Regions from separate parts of the Mus musculus genome. Here all the other regions are linked to region 1. A link is a contact called in public Hi-C and HiChIP or PLAC-seq data. All regions are on one chromosome and are shown on one strand. The core of a region is the stretch at or near the end of the contact, and the rest is flanking DNA. Distances in the headings are between cores, read along the strand shown.

Evidence for each region. Hi-C and Micro-C count contacts between places; a contact is called where the count stands out from the background. HiChIP or PLAC-seq counts read pairs in DNA pulled down with a chosen protein or histone mark.
Region 2: an H3K4me3 HiChIP or PLAC-seq map of craniofacial prominence shows a contact between it and region 1, with 5 times the contacts expected there. The contact joins the enhancer-like site here to the promoter of Rgs22 in region 1. A contact is called at or near these places in 10 of 39 promoter capture datasets (the 3T3-L1 cell line, the C10 cell line, embryonic stem cells and 7 more), 1 of 15 datasets of contacts at CTCF or cohesin (large pre-B cells), 3 of 484 Hi-C or Micro-C datasets (CD4 T cells and embryonic stem cells), 2 of 115 datasets of contacts at active chromatin or transcription factors (craniofacial prominence and embryonic stem cells) and 1 of 9 other capture datasets (embryonic stem cells).
Region 3: a Hi-C map of uterus shows a contact between it and region 1, with 4 times the contacts expected there. The contact joins the enhancer-like site here to the promoter of Rgs22 in region 1. A contact is called at or near these places in 8 of 39 promoter capture datasets (cranial neural crest, embryonic stem cells, frontonasal cranial neural crest and 4 more), 7 of 484 Hi-C or Micro-C datasets (B cells, embryonic fibroblasts, peritoneal macrophages and 1 more), 1 of 115 datasets of contacts at active chromatin or transcription factors (large pre-B cells) and 1 of 9 other capture datasets (adipose tissue).
Region 4: a contact with region 1 is called in a Hi-C map of uterus, with 2.5 times the contacts expected there. The contact joins the enhancer-like site here to the promoter of Rgs22 in region 1. A contact is called at or near these places in 10 of 39 promoter capture datasets (the C10 cell line, frontonasal cranial neural crest, hematopoietic stem and progenitor cells and 6 more), 5 of 484 Hi-C or Micro-C datasets (cerebral cortex and uterus), 2 of 115 datasets of contacts at active chromatin or transcription factors (embryonic stem cells and fibro-adipogenic progenitors) and 1 of 9 other capture datasets (embryonic stem cells).

What each region holds. Positions count from the first base shown.
Region 1 is chr15:36,139,122-36,141,671 of GRCm38.p6, reverse strand. It overlaps Rgs22 (regulator of G-protein signalling 22), which reads left to right and starts at 1,272. Exons shown (of 28, transcript NM_001195748.1): 1 at 1,272-1,344; 2 at 1,765-1,793. The coding sequence starts at 1,320.
Region 2 is chr15:35,650,130-35,652,679 of GRCm38.p6, reverse strand. It overlaps Vps13b (vacuolar protein sorting 13B), which reads right to left. Exons shown (of 62, transcript NM_177151.4): 30 at 314-425. Among named protein-coding and RNA genes, the nearest start is that of Mir599, 9.5 kb to the left of the region's middle. Within about 2 kb of position 1,284, at least 14 of the 459 cell types and tissues checked have an H3K27ac peak or open chromatin away from gene starts, as enhancers often do. A contact at or near this core is called in craniofacial prominence, where this site is marked.
Region 3 is chr15:35,825,658-35,828,207 of GRCm38.p6, reverse strand. The region is part of intron 39 of Vps13b (vacuolar protein sorting 13B); the gene reads right to left. Among named protein-coding and RNA genes, the nearest start is that of Gm41292, 60 kb to the left of the region's middle. Within about 2 kb of position 1,282, at least 21 of the 459 cell types and tissues checked have an H3K27ac peak or open chromatin away from gene starts, as enhancers often do. A contact at or near this core is called in adipose tissue and uterus, where this site is marked.
Region 4 is chr15:35,875,223-35,877,772 of GRCm38.p6, reverse strand. Vps13b (vacuolar protein sorting 13B) reads right to left here. Exons shown (of 62, transcript NM_177151.4): 45 at 1,948-2,211; 46 at 1,310-1,393; 47 at 956-1,131; 48 at 106-276. The region is part of intron 2 of Gm41292 (a long non-coding RNA gene); the gene reads left to right. Among named protein-coding and RNA genes, the nearest start is that of Gm41292, 10 kb to the left of the region's middle. Within about 2 kb of position 1,287, at least 4 of the 459 cell types and tissues checked have an H3K27ac peak or open chromatin away from gene starts, as enhancers often do. A contact at or near this core is called in uterus, where this site is marked.

The DNA of each region.
Region 1 (2,550 bases), core at 23-2,522:
CAAATGCAGAAATATGTTAAGGTAGAACTGGCTGAATCCAGTATTTACCTGAATGTGGGGTTTGGAGGGAAAGTTCTAGGGGGAAACTTTGAGTTACTCGGAAGATGTATCATTTAACGGTCATAAGATTTATGTTCCAAAAATAATTTATGTCCCCCCCCAAAATCTGTGTTTTAGTTGAGATAGGTTCTCAAGTAGCCCAGGCTGGCCTTAAACTTCTGATCCCCCTGCCTCCACCTTCCTAGTACAGATTTTGCAGGTCTTTGCCCCAACCCCGGTCAGAAGATGAAGCTCAAAGATCCTGTCTGGGAATGGGTATGATTTGGGTGTGGAGTGATAGGGTGGGGTATAGCTCCTGTTAGACATTTGCATTGGAAGTACTGCTGGGAAGGGGCAAGCAGTTAGCTTTGGGGTTTATTTGGTACCACTGAGGAAATTCAGAACTACAGAATGGGATAAGTTTTATAAAACAATTAGGAAGCAGTATTTCCAATGCAAATGTCTAACAGGAGCTATACCCCACCCTATCACTCCACACCCAAGTCATACCCATTCCCAGACAGGGACTTTGAGCTTCATTTTCTGGCCAGGGTTGGGGCAAAGACCTGCAAAACCTGTACAAGCAACGTGGAGGCAGGAGGATCAGAAGTTCAGGGCCAGCCTGGGCTACATGAGAACCTATCTCAACTAAAACACAAATTTGGGGGGGGGGACATAAATTATTTTTGGGACATAAATATTTTTAGTATTTAGAATAATTGTGTTTAAATTTTTATCTTTTCTATTTAAATAAATTCTTTTTTGTTTGTTTGTTTGTGGTTTTGCTTTACTGTAGCTCAGGCTGGCTTTAAACTCTTAGTAACTGAGAACAAGCTGTAACTCTATTCTCCTGCCTTCTTTTGTTAACTGTTAGGATTGCAGGTGTGTGCCACAGTACACAGGGCTCTGTTTTCCTAACTCCTTTCCTGAACACACATTTTAGGGTAACTGTAATCTGTGGTCCCCAGTTCGGGTAATTCCTAGTGGTCAGCGTTTATGAAAAACCTTTTGCTACAGGCGTCTGACCTAAGGAAACTGAGGCCTGGCTCTGCGGTCCTTCGCTGTGGGAGGATCTGCTCCCCCCGCCCCCGCAACAGCCCTTCCCCACCAGGAGCCGTGCGATCTCCACAGTAACGGCCGCTCCCCAGCCGCCACCCCTGGCCCAGGCGCCTCTGCTTTGTCCAGCTCTATGGCAACAGCGGGCAGCCCCAGGCCGCGTGCCGTGGGGCGGCAGTCGCTCCCCAGACAGCGGGGCCGGGCAGCTGGGTTCCCCCGACAGGATGCCGGAGAAGCGGCTCTCGGCGGGTAGGTGGGCCCCGGCGCCCTGCCGCAGTGCTCGGGCACCCGGACCGCGCTCGACCCCAGCCCCAAGCCTCCAGCCCAAGCCCGGGTCCCCAGCCCCAGCTCCCTGCCTTTTATACGAACCCCCAGGGCAGTCGCTATTACCTTGTGCGCTAACCACGCTAAGCTCTCCTTTTGCAAATGGGGGCCTTAGGTTAGCTCTGGGGTGACAGTGGGTCCCAAGCCAAAGTCCAAAGGTCTTTCCTCCCCACCTTCACCTGGAATCCTACCTTAAAATGTAATCCATGTGCGGATAATGAACATTTTACTGAGCTCACCCGGGATATATGTATATACAGTAGCGCCAGGGGCTGTCGCAGATGATTTCAGTTAGTCTAAAAGGAAGATCTGAGTACGAAAAGGTAACGTTTTGTCTCCTTCCAGAGCCGCCAGAAGTTACAGAAGAAGAGTTTGTGAGTACACAGTGGCGAGAACGGGTCTTTTTTTTTACATTCTCTTCGGGCTAAAGCTTTCTTCTGTAAAAGACCTCATGTAGTTTCTCCGTACCCTTGCTGTCCCTATGGGGGCAGGCCGGCTGTCTCCATGGCTTTGTTGTGATGTGCAGGGCAGCTCCTGGTTGCAGTAAACATTAGTAGGTAAAGTTGCTCACCCCAGCATTAGAGATGGGAAAGAAGGGCTGGGAGTCGGGGTCATCCTTTGTGACATAGCAAATTCAAGGCTATGTGAGATCCTGTCTTAAAAAATACCAGCCCTCCCTCACCTCCACCCCCATGGTAGCACTCAGGTCTTTAAACTCCAGCAGAGGCAGGAGGATTTCTCTGAGTTTGAGGCCAGCCTGGTCTACAGAGCAAGTTCCAGGACCGCCAGGGCTATACAGAAAAACCCTGTCTCAACAACAACAACACCACCCAGTCAATCAATAAATAATAAAATAACAAAGCCAAAAAACCCAAAACTAATCAACCAAACAACCAAAACAGACAAACACAAAAACAGCAACAGAAACCAGTCATCTATTTGTAAGTGTTTAAATTGTTTTCTAGACATTGTTCTCAGGTCAGAATTTTGGAGAAATTGAGCATACTAAATATTTGCCAAATCTATTTATCATTTGGGAGAGTGCTGTCTTTAGAGACTCTTCTAGAAAGCATATTGCTTACACGAGGAGCTTGCCCCAGGGCACAGACAGACACAGAGGCAACCCTTTTT
Region 2 (2,550 bases), core at 35-2,534, 490 kb after region 1:
AAAGGACCTCATTTCTTACGTGATTAGAGAATTGGTCAAATATGAAGGCTGCTAAACTTTCCATGCTATGTTTCTTCAGTTCATGAGGACTTGGTACTTACAGTCTGCTGCTCATCAACACTTCACAGGAATACTTGATTTGTCTGAATGAATTTAAAAACCCACAACTGAGGAAAATCAGAAAAGCCTAGTTTGAAATATCAAAAGATCCCCAGTAAAAAATATTTCTAGAGGCCATGCAAGTTTTATTGATCATTGTACTTCTCTGCAGAACAAAATTGTTGCAAGACGGAACGTAATAAAATCAACTTACTGGTAAATATCTTTCCTGAGGACAGATCTGCCAAGCGGATTATCAGCCTGAGGAGCCATGGCAATAGAGCCAACCTTCAAAACCATTGTGTCTTCCTTTGCTGCCTGATTCACTGTAACAAAGGGAAGTGACATGAGTATTACATGTGGATCTGTGATGCACAATGAGATATTCGTGGAAATAGGATGCCGATATCTTACAAAAAAAAACCAATAAATGAGAAAAAGAACAATAAAGTTACATTTAAAATAAAAAATAATAAAAAAATTTGATGCTTTTGTAAGTCTATTTCCGTTTTCTGTTTACCACAATTAAAAATCACAATGAAAAAATAATCAACTTACTTTAATATAACTATATTGTTTTTATTAAGTATATGTACTTAACAATAAAACCATATAATGATCTAATTCCACAAAATTGATCCCACCCACTCCTGCTTCCTGGCCCTGGCATTCCCCTGTACTGGGGCATATGATCTTCTCAAGACCAAGGGCCTCTCCTCCCAATGATGACCGACTAGGACATCCTCTGCTTCATATACAGCTCAAGACATGTAGTTCATATTGTTGTTCCTCCTATAGAGTTGCAGATCCCTTCAGCTCCTTGGGTACTTTCTCTAGCTCCTTCAAAATTCAATGACTTTTAACAATAAATCAACTATAAGAACTGTTTACCTATTATTAAACATTGAAACATAATATACAACTTTCCATACTGTAAGTATTTTAAAACCTGTAAGGTCAGTTAAAGCTCAGGGCTGGTGTACGGCCTCCTGCCCATGTGGCACTCCCAAGGGCACTGAGAAAGGTAGTGGTGAGAATATGAACACAAAGTTTTGAAAGAAAAGATACTCCTGCTGCTTCTCAAGGAGCCCTTAGGATCTGCCACAAACAGAACAGAGGAGAGCTGGGTGTTAAGCCATCCTATGAACATCCTACGAAGGCACAATTCATGCTTCCCCAACCGTGCTGCCCAAAGAATGCAAAAGCTAGGAGATTATTTCCAGCTGTTTCAGCAGCACACTTGGTATGGTCTGACTTTGATTAGTCCAAAAAAAGAAAGTTAGAATTGAGAAAATGAAAAAGCAAGAATAAAGCTTGTCGGAAAGGGTTGGAGGACGAATATGACAGGAGAGAGGTGGGAGGAGGGTGGGTAGCAAATGGCAGAAATGGAGATGAACTATCATAATAAATATTAGCATGTGGACATCTTAGTAAACACAATAATTTAAAAGGCCCATTGCAAAAAAGATCAAACAGAAAACTCCATCTCATGCAGCTGGGCCACTTTCAAATGCAGGCGGTCTGGCTTGATTATAGGTCCTCATAGTATGACCAGTGTTTACATTTCACAGATCTTGCATTATATGCCAAGCTTAATAGATCCATGTGGGAAAAGCATCTGATTAAGCAGAAGGCATCAATTAAATCAATAAATAGTAAGCCTGGAGAATAGACTATACCGCACAAGTACAATTAGTGGACTTGCTAACTGTCTTTCTAGGCTGCAGACACTACCTGCCATATGAAGTCTCAACTGCAATAGACACGCAGCAGTAAATGAGGTGCATATGGAAGAAAAATGACATACTTGCGTTACATACAAAGCCAGACCCAAGAACAGAACTCTGCTACAGCCAAGTATGCTCTCAGTAGGCTACTCTATGAAGTCAAGGTAAAATACAAATATAAAACGACTTGCTGACAAGCATTCATGAATTAGATTAAAATTTTATTATAGAAAGTAGTGGATTTACCAACATTTTATTCATATACAAGCAAGAATAATGAAACTGTGAACTTGCATAAGGAAATGTCTTGAGTGATTTCTTCAGTTACTTTATAGCTGGGAAGGTAGCTTTAAAGCCTACCTTTCTGGCTTATTTAACCTGCTTTTAATTGTTGGGCCACATGAGGAAATGTTTGCATTTAAAGCATTTTAAACATGAAAATCAATACCTTCCTTCTTTGCCTTAGCTGTTTTAAGTGAGCCTCATCAGGAACCACTCATCCCAGGAGAAGCATGATATGTCTAAAACACAGCACTCTATGATGAAATAAAAACTAAAGCAGAAAGTGAAACAACTATAGATTTAGAACCTTGATAACTGTGAAAGAGGCAAACAACACTTAGACGGAACCAAGGTGAAACTCGAAGTGAAAATACACTTTTTGCTCACAAATACTGTGAGAACCATTTAGTACATCAATTAGATAGACTGTTTAGGCAAGTGA
Region 3 (2,550 bases), core at 33-2,532, 310 kb after region 1:
TGCAGTAAAGTTTACATTTCTAAAAGATTCTAGATAATATAGAAAATGAATTTAAGTGGTAAGTATGGCAGGAAGGCAACCCATTAGGAGATTTAAGGTCAAGATATTAGAGACTGGGTTAGCAGGGGATGTTCCTGGGACCTAACAGTCAGTCTGGACTGCTCAGATACGAGGGTGACGCCATGCCACGGTGGCCTGAGCAACTGCATAGTGCTGATGGCATCCACTGGGATGGGGCGGGCAATCATGAGTTCTTCTCTGGACAAACTCAAGTGACAACAACAATAAGCCACTCTAGTAGAAACAGTGAGGAGCTGGATATTGCAGAGACTGCAAGGGGTGTTAACTGTGTTGATGCACAACTTACTCCAGGGTCATAATAAACTGACTTTAGTGATGAGTTAGGAATGTAGACTGGCTAGGAATCTAAAATAGGGAGCTGACTGGAGGATAGAGAGGAATAGATACAGATCAGTCTTTAGACAGGAAGGGATAAATCTCAGTTTAGATAGTGACCATGGAGGAGGGAAAGCAAGGGCTCTGTTGCAACTAAGTCTCGATGTACAAGAGATAGGGTCAATGGCTGAGGTTTTAAAAGAAATCCATAGCTACTTCTTTCAGACTTTTTTGTATGCCATGTTCTTGGCTTAATATTCTTAAGGAACTGTTAAGCTGCTTAGAGGCTTGCGTATAGCATATCATGAGCAATGTTTTCAAATGGTTTCAGACAGCTGGGGTATAGCTCTTGCTTAGTGTGAGAGGGGCTCTGGCTCACCCTCCTGTACTACCTACACCCCTAGTTAATGAACAGAGTTAGCTGGCAAGGAGATAACAGCGTAAGCTCTATGCTGTGCTATTCTACATCACTCGCGTGCACCAGTTCTTTCATTTAGAGGAGTGTGCAAGGGCCCATTTGTAAACAACCCCACTTTCGGCTCACTCACTTCCTTTGTCTCTCAGTTAAAGCTGACATTCCCCAGCTAGTTTCTAGATAAGTAGTGACATAACAAAACTAACAATTGAACATGGTCACATTGTTCTTACAGCTTCATATGGTAGCAATTAATTATTCCCAAGGAAGAGTTGGCTCTGTTTTGTGTGATCTATTTAAAATAACTTTAGTATGAGCTTTTAGATTTGAAAGAGACCATGCGAATGATTTTTAGTTATATATCTATAACTAAGGATTTATTACTAATGCCTGTAGTGAATAACTTGAAAGAAAGATGACTATTCCAAGAAAGGTTGGTTGCCAAAAAATAGTTTAGAGAGCCTGAGTATCTAGTACTGAGTCATGGGAAGTGGGAACAAGTAAATTGGTTTCCCTGGAAGACATTCCACATGGAGCACATGGTACATTTCAAATGACTGTCAAGATTATATTTTTTTATTACATTTTGTTTTCCTATTCACTATTTGACAGGACCTAAAAAATTAGCCAGCCATACATAATAAACTGCACTCTAAGCATATGTGGCCTTTGCATATGAATATATTTTATGCTGTATATCTGCCAGTTGGTAAAAGCACATCTATTTATGCAGTTAAAATGTTATTTCACAATTTGTTTCCACTTGATGGCTAATTTGGGAAGATTTGCATGTGTGTTGGCCATTTAAAAATATTTTTGGTACAAAGAATATTCTGGCACTTAATTTGTTTTTATTACTTACTAGTGCTGCCAAGACTATTAGCAGTTACAAATTCCCTGTCTGTCCTCGTGATGAACGGCTTCTACTTCTTGGTGCAGTGGCTGCTGAAGTGAGGCAATTACCCCTTTGTGGACTCAGTCCCACTACAGCACCTAGGCAAAGAGGGCAAAGGGGGTAAAGGGGGCAAAGGGGGCAAAGGGGGCAAATGGGGCAAAGGAGTCAAAGGGACTGTCTTGCCTGTACACCTGTGCTGCTAGAAGGAAGAGACTTAACAACTCAAGTACATGCCTCTGCCTCCATTGTCCGTTCCTTTGTCCTACCACCGAACAGAGAAGCTTAAAGAACACACAGGACTGGTTAGTGAGTATGAAGGACTTATGTTTCCACTCCTGATTCAGGTACTGATGCTCGCTCATGGATGTTTTGTTACCTTCCCCGCCTCTCCCAGCACACCAGTCTCCAAGGATGTCCAGACAACTGATGGTCACAACAGAAGGAAAACACAGTAAAGACGACAGCGGCTTTCAGTGCACGTGTGCGTGGAAGAGTGGAGGTCAGAGTCCGCTCTCTCCTAATCTGTAGAATCTGGGAAGGGATCTCAAGGTTGTCCCACCTGTGCTAAGGCACCTCTATGTACCTTGCCGTTTCTGGTTCTTATTATTAGCTTAGTGAGGAAAATTTCCATTTTTCAGATAAGCTAATTGTGGCTGGTATCAGGGAACTTGCTCAGAGATGCACAGTCAGTGGCTATAAAAACTATGCTCGTTCATTATTTAAAGAAGAAAAAATTTATATGTCATTTGCCATTTACAGTTCCTTTTTGTTCTGTAATTTGAGTTTCACAATACACATCTACTTAGATTAAATCCACTCCACTACCATGGCCCCCCCAGCATCA
Region 4 (2,550 bases), core at 38-2,537, 260 kb after region 1:
ATGGCTGACTAGGCCATCCTCTGCTACATATGCAGCTAGAGACAGAGCTCTGGGAGGCTTCTTAATGTTTAGAAGTACATATAGAAAACGAATGAAGAATGTCACCTGTCAGAATCTTTGTTACTGTAAGGCCAAGTGGGCTCCTGGGACTTTTCTGGCCCATAGAACTCATCAAGCATCTCATTAACTGTGCCTCCAGGCTGTATCTTAGTGGCTATTTGCTTAATGAGGGCTGTTGATATGGGAACCGCACAATCGGAAGGGTCATATTCTTCCCTAGGAAGTGAAAAGAGAAAACAGTAACAGATTTTTAAGAGTGATTTATTTATTTATTATATATAAGTAGTACACTGTTGCTGTTGCTGTCTTCAGACACACCAGAAGAGGGCATCGGATCGCATTACAGATGGTTGTGAGTCACCATGTGATTGCTGGGATTTGAACTCAGGACCTCTGGAAGAGCAGTCAGTGCTCTAAACCACTGAGCCATCTCTCCAGCCCGCTTAAGTAATTTATAATTTACCAAAAAAAAAAAAAAAAAAAAAAAAAACCAAAAAACAAAACCTAGAAATGTAGTTAGATTCACACTGTTCTGTGGGGTATTCTCCCTCCTCTTTCCTCTTTCTTCCTCCTTCCCTCCCTCTCTCCCTTCAGTGAGTTGGAGATTTATGACACAATTTTTAGATGGCCTGTGTCCTGGCTCTTCTTCCCACATACCCATGCTTGGGTGAGATCTCTAGTCATCTCTTCTCTGCAGGAAGGTGTCAATAAAATCTAAAATAAATTACATTTTATGATTCTACTTGGTTATTTATAAGCTTAATGAAAACGGCCAGATTCTATGTAGAGCCTTACTTAACATTTTTCTCAGGTCAGAATGTAAGTAAGGCTGCACCATGTAACCAGAACAGCTTGAGGCTACTTTACTTCTTGGGAAAATCCGCTTTGCTCATACCGTGCTTGAAATGTCAGGTGATGTACAAGGTCAGGTTCGACATTTTGCAGTGGATTTTCCTGCCCTCTTCCTGGAATAATCTGTGTTTCACTCAGACCCAGACTTCTTTTTTCCAAATGTATAATAATGGGGTCTGGAAGATGACTTCTCATGATAAAGAGAGGGCTGAACACGATCTATAAAAATAAAAGGACAGAAACAACTTTCATATTTGCTTTGTTGCAGTATTCCAGCTGTTTGATGCTGAAACATACGTGTAATAAATCTCCTCCCTGGGTCACTGTGACCTTATTCATTTGAGAACAGGAAAGGTCAGTGTTGGACACCATGCCTCAGGATTGGGAAAGCACTCACCATTCGCTGCTGAACTTGAGAGTTGGGTTCCAAAGTCAAAACTGTGCACCACACATAAATAATGGAACTGTTTGAAGTAGGCACCTGCACACGAGATAGGAAAGGCCCTGTAAGATCCAAAACAGCCTGATAATTAAGCAAAATATACGGAGTATCAGTTTAGATGATGAAAGAAGTTACAGTTACAGGAAAAAGCCACTAGGAATACTAAGGAAGTAAAACCAGACTTAAAATGAAAAGGGACTCCTTTCTGCAAAGGTGAAGAAGTCTGCACATGGATAGTGACGTGAGATGGGGGAAGAATGAAGAGATCCAGTTCTTAAATGGACGAAGATGAAGGTGGTGAAGATTCAGACAGAGACTAAAAACCATCAATCATCACAAAGATGCTCAAGTGGGGAGGTCAAGATTCCAGTCCCACCTCTGGGAAGCCCAGAGACGGGAGCCATTGCCGGAATCACTGACCAGTTTTTTTTTTTTTTTTTGTTGTTGTTGTTTTGTTTTCTTTCTTAGATTTCACTTTCTGCATAAACCAGTTGTGATTTTATTACAAAGTATGGGCTACATAAAGTAAATGCACAATGAGAACATTTCTGTGTTTAAAGTCACTCTTTTCCAGATATCAGGGACTCTCATACCTGGATGACAGTGCTATACTCAGAGGCTTTGGGTTCCAGACACACATCTCTTGACCAGTCCTCGTCTCCCTTAGCCTTCACACACAGCTCTGTCAGTTCGTTGTTTTCTAATATGTACGAAGGCAACTTCTGTTTGGCTGTGAGGCAATCAAAGTGTTCTCGAACTACAGCTTGTCCATCTTGACCAATGTAATGCTGGACAACTTTCAGTTCTATACTCTGAGACAAATAGCTACAGATGATCTGTCTTCCGCAGATGATAATCTAAAAGATGATACATAATATACAAAAGGTTCATCAATTTGGATGTCATTAACCAGAAATATGTATTCTTTTGGGAGATAATGCTGATGTTCATTACAGATGAAGTCATCAGTTTAGTATGACAGCGAAAGTAAGGAGTCTTTAAAGAAAAAAAATGAATTTTGTTCTGATCATATACAGTTGATGATATTTAAAGAGGGGACACATAGGCTGGGAACCAGTGAGCAGCTGGAAATGGTGAGGTGCTTGAGCTAAAGATGTGTGCAATAAAAACTGTGGAAGCAGGTCAGTGCGTAGCTCACCTGGCAGACAGGGTAGAGGGAGGCGCAAGCCTGCCAA